Regions from separate parts of the Hordeum vulgare genome. Here region 1 is linked to region 2. A link is a contact called in public Hi-C data. All regions are on one chromosome and are shown on one strand. Each heading gives the region's core, a stretch centred on a gene start, on an enhancer-like site or on the middle of the called end of the contact. The rest is flanking DNA. Distances are from core to core; before and after follow the strand shown. Region 1 holds the start of LOC123403114 (DEAD-box ATP-dependent RNA helicase 41). Region 2 overlaps LOC123403152 (nuclear pore complex protein NUP205).

The links. Hi-C and Micro-C count contacts between places; a contact is called where the count stands out from the background.
Region 1: a contact with region 2 is called in a Hi-C map of leaf, with 5 times the contacts expected there. The contact joins the promoter of LOC123403114 here to the enhancer-like site in region 2. A contact is called at or near these places in 4 of 6 Hi-C or Micro-C datasets (leaf and seedling) and 1 of 1 datasets of contacts at active chromatin or transcription factors (embryo).

The regions. Positions count from the first base shown.
Region 1 is chr6H:187,850,983-187,855,597 of MorexV3_pseudomolecules_assembly, reverse strand. It overlaps LOC123403114 (DEAD-box ATP-dependent RNA helicase 41), which reads right to left and starts at 1,713. Exons shown (of 3, transcript XM_045097079.1): 1 at 1,522-1,713; 2 at 1-88. The coding sequence starts at 54.
Region 2 is chr6H:187,327,982-187,332,648 of MorexV3_pseudomolecules_assembly, reverse strand. LOC123403152 (nuclear pore complex protein NUP205) reads right to left here. Exons shown (of 44, transcript XM_045097116.1): 41 at 4,354-4,454; 42 at 3,846-3,965; 43 at 3,679-3,754; 44 at 3,026-3,394. The coding sequence ends at 3,311. Among protein-coding and RNA genes, the nearest start is that of LOC123403152, 27 kb to the right of the region's middle. Within about 2 kb of position 1,813, at least 2 of the 3 cell types and tissues checked have open chromatin away from gene starts, as enhancers often do. A contact at or near this core is called in leaf, where this site is marked.

The DNA of each region.
Region 1 (4,615 bases), core at 464-2,963, 520 kb before region 2:
ATCATCAGATGGAGCGACCAAATTATCAGCTGAATCTTTCTCCCCTTGTCCCATTTAACTGAGGTGGGAAATAGGTATCGTAAATAAGCTGCACACAAGAGAAGGAGAAAGAAAATTAGGGCACAGTTCTTTACGCTGGAGTTTTTCCAGAAACGGCTTAAGCTTAGCTACCCCACAGATTCAGTGATGGAAAAAAGACACTGACGGAAAAGGGTTTCCCCCCGCTTTGTATTACAAAGCAACCAGCCAAAACATCCAACGATAGGTGCAACACAGTCACGCCCAAAAGAAATGAAAAATAAATACAAAAGAAACAAATGCCGACATCGGCGGATCGACAAAAACGCAAAAGACTCGCGACCGCTGCGCCCACCAAGGATCTCCCACCAAGCTCCAGAACTCCAAAGCGCCGGTACCCATCAACACCTCCAAGAAGGAATGCGACGATGAAGACGCTGCTACCAAGGGTTTCCCCCGGTACGCGACGAGGCGCGAGGAAGGGTAGCCCCGACGCCCTCCAGGAAGGTTCAGCGACACCCAAAGGCGTCACCGCGTCAGTGTCGGCTGGGCTGACAGGGGTTTCCCCTGATCCCAACCTGCAACTCGGGCACTCCGGAGCCTGCCACCAAACCGACCTTCACCCAGCACCAACACGGTCTTGAAGCCCCCGTGCCGTCTCACCACGGCACCGTAAGGAGAGACCTGCACAGCGACGAAAAGGAGCCGGGACTAAGAGCAGAAGCACCGTCGGCACGCGGGAGGGCTCAACCTCCACCGTCAATGACGGTAGCCGACTGGACGAATAGCAGGAGCATACCAGGCCTGTGGGCCCATAGGCCCGGCCGGGACCCTCGCCCGTAAAGCTCCCACCATCGCGCTGCAACAGGCACACCGTCAGCGACGCCGCCCCCCGTCCAAGCTGCTCCTCCTCACCACCGCGCAGAGAAACTGCAGTCCGGTTCATTTCGGCTTATGTCCCCTCCGCGTACTTTATTTGTGAGTTCTCGGATGAAAAGTGTAATTCCAGATGCCCTTGGACTGTAGTTGTCTAATGTTTAACTTCTTTGTAATCTCTTGCTATGTTTATCGTAGATGTGAACAACAAAACACCTTACGGACACCATAATACTAAATATCAGAATAAAAATATGGTGTCATTGGTAGTTGAGAACAAGTCAAATGAAATAAAATAAAGGTCGTCAAGGCATTACAGGGTTATCTCCACAACAAATCCAGTCACAATAAAAACTAATCATCAAGGTACCACACCCACAGCAATAGCATCACATATTGTGCCGATATTACCATTGTTACGGGCAGTGGCGGGTCTAGGATTTTGAACAGGGTGGTCCACCGCTAAAGGAAACTGACAGCAAGTATGTCATGCCAACGGGGATTGGGCACGGACAACGAATATGCCATACACAGGGGCAATGTATTCTCGATAAATATAATTATAAAAAACAACAAACCCTAATGAGTAATGATGAAATTGTGGGATGGGGATTGGGCAGTGCGTACTGAAGACAACGGGCTGGGCGCTGGCTGCTGCACGCCTGCACACTGCCACCGGCCGCCGGGCAGGACTGCTGGCTGCTGTCGCCTGGCGAGTGCGGACTGAGCGGCTAAGCTAGCCTGCACGGAGGTGCCGCTGTTTGCCGGACGGGGCTGGGCAGGGCAGGGCAGGGCGGGGCCGACTGGCCGCAGGCGGCTCCTGGCCTTCTGGGCGTACGGCAACGGCGAGTGGCCGTCGAGGCAGGCGGCTGGCGGCTGGCGGCGAGCAATAACGGAGAGAGGGGGGAATCGCGTTTTTTTCTTTCTGATGATGATGATGAGGGGCAGCCGCAGCGGGCAGCGGGCTAATCAGGCCGTGCCGTGCTGAGAGTGGCGGCCCAGACACGGCCAAAGTCGGGTTGCGTGCCTGGCACGGCCCGGTTAGCCCGTGCCAGGCCTGGTCCGTGGTGTGTCTGGCCTGTGCGCTTCTGGACCAGCCCGAATATCCCGGTATAACACACGAAATCACTATTTAGCGAGTACACTTTTCAAGGATTACTCCTATTTTTTTATATTACGACAAGCGACGTATTACATGAGTGTCATTTATCGTAACCTGAAAGTTTTTTTTTCATAGATCCGTATTTTTAAAATGTTTTATCTCTTGAATTATTTTCGTCGTTGGGTTTATCACGTCGAGATCTTCAAAATAGATTCCATGTTGATAGGTTTTGACAAACTTATTTTTCATGAAAAAATCGGCATTTTTTTCTTTTCTGAAAGGCACGGCCGTGCCTCTCGCAGGAGCGAAATCGTGCCTCTAGCGGCAACAAAACCATGCCTCACACGAAAAAAGGAGAGAGAGCAGAAAACACATTTTTTCCCTTTCCGAGAGGCACGATGGTGTCTCTCGCGATAGCAAAATCGTGTCTCTCGCGTAAGCAAAACCGTGCCTCTTACGAAAAAAGAAAGAGGAGAGAAAACGCGTTTTTTCATTTCCAAGAGCACTGCCTCTCACGATAGAAAATCGTGCCTCTCGCGAAAAAAGAGGGCAGAAAACGCGTTTTTTTTCTTTTCGAGAGGCACGGTCATGCCTTTTGCGATAGCAAAACTGTGCCTCTCGCAGAAGCAAAAACCGTGTCTCTCATAAAAAAACAGAAAACGTGTTTCTTTCTTTCCAAGAGGCACGGCCGTGCCTCTCGTACGAGCGAAATCGTGCCTCTAGCGGAAGCAAAACCATGCCTCTCACTAAAAAAGGAGAGAGAGCAGAAAACATTTTTTTTCCTTTTCGAGAGGCACGATCGTGTCTCTCGCGATAGCAAAATCGTGTCTCTTGCATAAGCAAAACCGTGCCTCTCACGAAAAAAGAGAGAGGACAGAAAACGCGTTCTTTCATTTCCAAGAGCAGTGCCTCTCACGATAGAAAACCGTGCCTCTCGCGAAAAAAAGAGAGCAGAAAACGCGTTTTTTTCTTTTAGAGAGGCACGGTCATGCCTTTTGCGATAGCAAAACTGTGCCTCTCGCAGAAGCAAACCCGTGTCTCTCACGAAAAAAACAGAAAACGCGTTTCTTTCTTTCCAAGAGGCATGGCCGTGCCTCTTGCAGGAGCGAAATCGTGCCTCTAGCGGAAGCAAAATCATGTCTCTCACGAAAAAAAGGAGAGAGAGGAGAAAACACATTTTTTTCCTTTCCGAGAGGTACGGGTCTCTCGCGTAAGCAAAACCGTGCTTCTAAAGGAAAACGAGAGAGGACAGAAAACGCGTTTTTTCATTTCCAAGAGCAGTGCCTCTCACGATAGAAAACCGTGCCTCTCGCGAAAAAAAGAGAGCAGAAAACGCGTTTTTTTCTTTTTGAGAGGCACGGTCATGCCTTTTGTGATAGCAAAATTGTGCCTCTCGCAGAAGCAAAACCGTGTCTCTCACGAAAAAAAAACAGAAAACGCATTTCTTTCTTTCCAAGAGGCACGGCCGTGCCTCTCGCAGGAGCGAAATCGTGCCTCTAGCGAAAGCAAAACCATGCCTCTCACGAAAAAAGGAGAGAGAGCAGAAAACATTTTTTTTCCTTTCCGAGAGGCACGATCGTGTCTCTCGCGATAGCAAAATCGTGTCTCTCGCGTAAGCAAAACCGTGCCTCTCACGAAAAAAGAGAGAGGACAGAAAACGCGTTTTTTCATTTTCAAGAGCAGTGCCTCTCATGATAGAAAACCGTGCCTCTCGCGAAAAAAGAGAGCAGAAAACGCGTTTTCTTTTCTTTTCGAGAGGCACGGTCATGCCTTTTGCGATAGCAAAACTGTGCCTCTCGCAGAAGCAAAACCGTATCTCTCACGAAAAAAAAAACAGAAAATGCGTTTCTTTCTGTCCAAGAGGCACGACCGTGCCTCTCACAGGAACGAAATCGTGCCTCTAGCGGAAGCAAAACCATGCCTCTCACGGAAAAAGGAGAGAGAGCAGAAAACACATTTTTTTCCTTTCCGAGAGGCACGATCGTGTCTCTCGCGTAAGCAAAACCGTGCCTCTCACGGAAAAAGAGAGAGGACAGAAAACGCGTTTTTTCATTTTCAAGAGCAGTGCCTCTCGCGAAAAAAAGAGAGCAGAAAACGCGTTTTTTTCTTTTCGAGAGGCACGGTCATGCCTTTTGCGATAGCAAAACTGTGCCTCTCGCAGAAGCAAAATTGTGTCTCTCACGAAAAAACAGAAAACGCGTTTCTTTCTTTCCAAGAGGCACGGCCGTGCCTCTCACTGGAAAAAAGAAAACAGAAAACGCATTTTTTTCTTTTTCCGAAAGGCACGTCCGGGCGAAAAAAAAGGAAAAACTATTGTAAAAAGTCAAAAATACGTGGAAAAAAAACAGAATACGAAAGGAACGCAGAGCATGACACATAACGGCGGCTGAGAACGCGCCAAGTGGCGGCACGCGGGAGCGATCGCTGGAAGACACCGCAAGGCTATTGGAGATGAACAAAGCTCGTGGCTTCCCAGGTATGCTTGGCTCAATAGATTGCATGCATTGGAGTTGGAAGAATTGTCCTAAGGCATGGCATGGGCAATTCCACAGCCGAAAAAAGGATTCCACTATAATCCTTGAAGCGGTGGCCGATCAAGAGACTTGGATTGGCATGCTT
Region 2 (4,667 bases), core at 564-3,063:
GACCCTCGCAGCGACGAAAACAACTGCACATTTAAATCCAAGGATGAGTAGCATATCATTATTGTTTTTATCGTCAACCTAACTAAATATTTTACAACGGGACGCCACCGCCAAGTTCTAAAAAAACAACTCGCACTGCTCGTTTCGTCCACACGGAGGCACCCTTACCCGAAATATATGTCATTCAAGGTTCCATCGACGTCGAGGCACCCCTAACCTATATAGATATCATTTAGGGTTCCATCGAGTCGTGTCGGCCATCGTGTCGGGGTGTCAGGGTGTCGGTTTATTCTTCCTCCTCTTCTTTTTTTCCTCTTCTTCTTTCTCTTCTTCCTTCCTTTTCTTCTTCTTCTTCTTCTTCTTCTCTTCTTCTTCTTCTTCTTCTTCTTCTCTTCTTCTTCTTCTTCTTCTTCTTCTTCTCCTCCTCCTTCTCCTTCTTCTTTTCCTTTTTCCTCTTCTTCTTCTTCTTATTCTTATTCTTCTTCTCCTCCTCCTCCTCCTCCTCCTCCTTCTCCTTCTTCTCCTTCTTCTTCTTCTTCTTTCCTTCTCCTCTTCTTCTTTTCTTCTTCTCTTCTTCTTTTCTTCTTCTTCTTCCTTCTTTTTATTTTTCCTCTTTCTTCTCCTCTTCTTCTCCTCCTCCTCCTCTTCTTCTTCTTCCCCTCCTCCTTCTAAACTAAACTAAACTACCAACTAAATTAAACTACGTACCACTAAACTAAACTAAACTAAAAAAAGAAAACAACAAAAAAAGGATCAAAAAAGGACCAACTAAACTAAAGTACCAACTAATAAATTAAACTAATCAACTAAACTACAGCAAACTAAACTAAACTAATCAACTAAACTACAACAAAAAAGGAAAAAAAGCTGACCTTGGGGGTAGTGGGCGGCCAGGGACAGTGGGGGGCAAGGCGGGGGGTGTCGGGCGTGGCAGGGGCGCGGGGCGGCGGCAGGGGCGCGAGGCGGCGGCAGGGGCGCCGGCACGGGGAAGGAGGGGTCGCCGGTTGCGGGGTGGGGGAGCGGCGCAGGGAGGAGGCCCGGCGAGGGATGGTCGGGTGCGGGGTGAGGGCCGGCGCATGGAGGAGTGGGTGGTCGGGGCGGGGTGGGGGCGGCGCGGCTTCGGTGGTGCGGCGGCGGCGCTCGGGGTGGGCAGGGGCGCGAGAGAGAGAGAGAGAGAGTGGGAGAGAGTGGGGCGTGTGGGGTGGGCGCGCTGACCGTTATGGGGTCATCCCCTTTGCCGTCTGTAGGCGGACGACAAAGGGCGGGTGGGTTTAGGGTTGGCTCGGGCCGTTAGGGGGTGGGGCCTTGATCCTTTGTCGTCTGCTGACGGACGACAAAGTGGGAGGGGGACCTACCTGGGCCCTTTGTTGTTTGTCTGGGCCTTCTCTGCCGTCCGTTGGCATATGGCAAAGTGTAGGTTGATGGCAAATAGATACTTTGCCAACAACCATGCCTTTGCCGTCTGTTATGTGGCAGCTGACGGCAAAGAGGCCCTTTGCCATCAGCCAACAGACGACAAAGAATTGGCTTATGGCAAATTCCATGATTCCAGTAGTGGATATCTGTTGTAGCACAGGGCATGGCCGGTTCTGCCATATCATCCTCTACGTCGTCGTTGTACGTAGCACCCTCAATGGCTGGTTTCAACTCGTGGTGGTGCCCATCGTATCACCCCAATGGCCATTTCCAGCTCGCCACCAACATGATTGTAACATCATCTTATCTATGTTTATCGCCACCGCCCAACACGTTCATAGCTTGCCACCATCACAATCACTGCTCGAATCAATCCTTTGCCACTAGTTGTGACATCAACACCACGCTCACACAACCCTCTCACATGTCACATCATCACCTCAGGCATCCACCCATCTACCGCTGATAAGCCAAAGTGGGAGAGTGGAGTTTCGGCGTGGCTTGTCGGCATCGCCCAACACTGGTATAGCTTGCCACCATCACTGTTACTTCTTGTATCAATCCTTGTCGCAATCCTTGCCGCTAGTTGCAACTTCAACACCATGCACGCACAACCCTCTCCCACATCACACCATCACCTCAAACATCCACCTTTCCACCCGTAACAAGCCAAAGTGGGAGTAGAGTTGTTTTTTTTTTAATGAAGACACCTAAAGGGCATCTTAGATCCACAATGGATAGACAATTGAACGTAGAGCGATCAATACAAAATAAAATTACATTAAAAAAGCATATTAGTCTTCTTCTTCCTCTGAATGTATGTCACCCGCCAAAGCTTAAAAAATGCATTGAACCCACAACAAATAAAAGCACCACCTGCAAACACCCTTCCCATACAAGCCTTTAAAGACCCCAATGGCCACTCGCCCTAGAGACAAGATCTAAAAATCTTTGAAGCTTTATCGGCTGGAGCATCAACCCCAACAGAACAGGCTTGCAATCCACCACCATCAGTTCAAAGGGTTAGAGAAATCAGGTTAAGCCACAAAACAACACAGAAAAAGATGTCGAAGTGGGCACACCAAATGCCAGCCAAAAGCTCTCCTTAAAAGACACAAACTGTCAAGATTTGATGTGGCAGTTCTGAAGGAAACTAACCGATCTGGGAACACCAAGTCTCACCATCAACGCCGGATCAAACGTTGTCAATGTAGGAAGAGACCGGAGTGACCTTATTCCAAAATGCCATCATCACCACCATCTCATCGATGTCACTAGAGAAAACAAAAACCTAAGAAAAAAATACAAGATGGACAGGTCCCCACTCCTCTTGCCACCAACAAGGTCATCAGACGGTGAAGAGGGCGGCCGATGCAGAGGCAGGAGAAGTGGCAACGGTGGCTTAGGGTTAGGGGGCGGCTGCTGATTCATATTGAGCCATAGGCTTTTGATGTCTTAGGTGGGGGTAGAGTTGGGCATGGCTTGGAACGAGAGAGGGAGGATGAGATCGCCAAAGAAAACAAGCGGCAAGATCAAACCGAAGGACAGGCATGGGACCCACCACGCATGGAGTCAGCACAAGCGGCCTGAGCTCTTGACCGGTCGGCGATTCTAATAAATTCCCTTCATGTATAAATAGCCAAAACAAGGATAGTCCATCAGCTCTAACAAGAAATCTTCCAAATTCTGAATGTCGAGCCTAGATCTTAAGGATGGAGATCAATTTACAATTTGACTAAACTACTGAATTCCTCAATCAAAAACACATCAGAGCAGAAATTGGCATCTCACCAGAGCAATGACATTACGATGTGTCCAATAAGTCACCATATACAACAACACTGTTACACATCCTACAAATCATTTCAGTTGTATACTTGCTTCCCAGTATCCATCACATGGTCATGCTTCTTACCGTCATCTCTTTCAGAGTGCTAACAGATCTGTAGAACAACTTGAGATTACGTCCAACTTTGTCCTGCAAGTGCAGCCAAAGAAATTGTTCCATTTTCAGAGCACATCAAACCCAACAAAGCAAAGCATGAGAAAGAAGTACTTCCTCCGTCCCACAATATAAGAGCGTTTATAAAGCTATAGATAGCTTTATAAACGCTCTTATATTGTGGGACAGAGGGAGTGGATCCCAAACTTCTCAGCAAGTTCAATAGAAGTTTTTATATTCACTTGGCCCAATTTTGCCTACATACATACATTAATTTAAAGCTGAGCTAATGAACTGGGACATTTATATGAGTTCCATACCTCTTTTAAATGCTCTAGCCTCTCCAGTACAGGGAGTAGTTCATCGGAAAACAAAGACAGATCTTCTGCACAAGCTCTACAAATATATGAACGTAAAATGGTGTTTCAGACTTGAAGAATAAAACAGTAAGAAACAAAGTGTATGCAAAACTAATAAATATTCATACTCATCGTGGAAATGAACAAGAAGAATAGTGATGGCACATTCAGCGACTTGGAGTAGAAGTGTTATAAGCTGGTCTCGATTGCCAGCCATGCAACACAAATCTATCATTGCAATATATCTCCTACAAAGAGAGAATCAGTCTCATGGTTACCTACTGAAAATGCTGTTGATGAGTAGATAGCATCAACCATTGATACAATATAAACTTAAGCTCATTGCAGGACAACTGATGCATGATACAGTGCCTAGTAATAGCATGATAATACACAAGAGAAAAAACCATGATCAAATAATGTACTTTTATATTTTCGCTATTGTCATCCCAAGCAGAATAAAGAACATTTAGTCAAGTGACCAGGAATATATGTTTAGTTCTCTATTATGTTTTCCTCTTCGAAATGTGCGCATTATTGCTGAAGACAACCTTAACAAAGATTTTTGAATGATAAGATAGTGTACATCTGAATCAAGATTGTGGGTAAGAATCCATAAACAAAATAGAGTGGCACCTTTTACGGATGTTATCGTTGGGCGAGATGCAATCTTGCTTCATGCATACTTTTATTATCTCATCGACCTCCTTCCTAGATAACTCGTTCAAATCACGAACCTGTAGGATGAAGCAGACAAATTAGCTCATGTGGAATCAAAGATTGAGAGCATACACATAGTTACTTTCAAATCCAAAGAACTAAACCACCATATCATTTCCATCAACTCCAGATATGTATTCAACTTCCAGCTACATATTCAGCAGATATGATCCTTACTTGGAATCCGCTCTAAGTAACATATTCAGTGAGAAGGGTAGCTTAGCAAATTG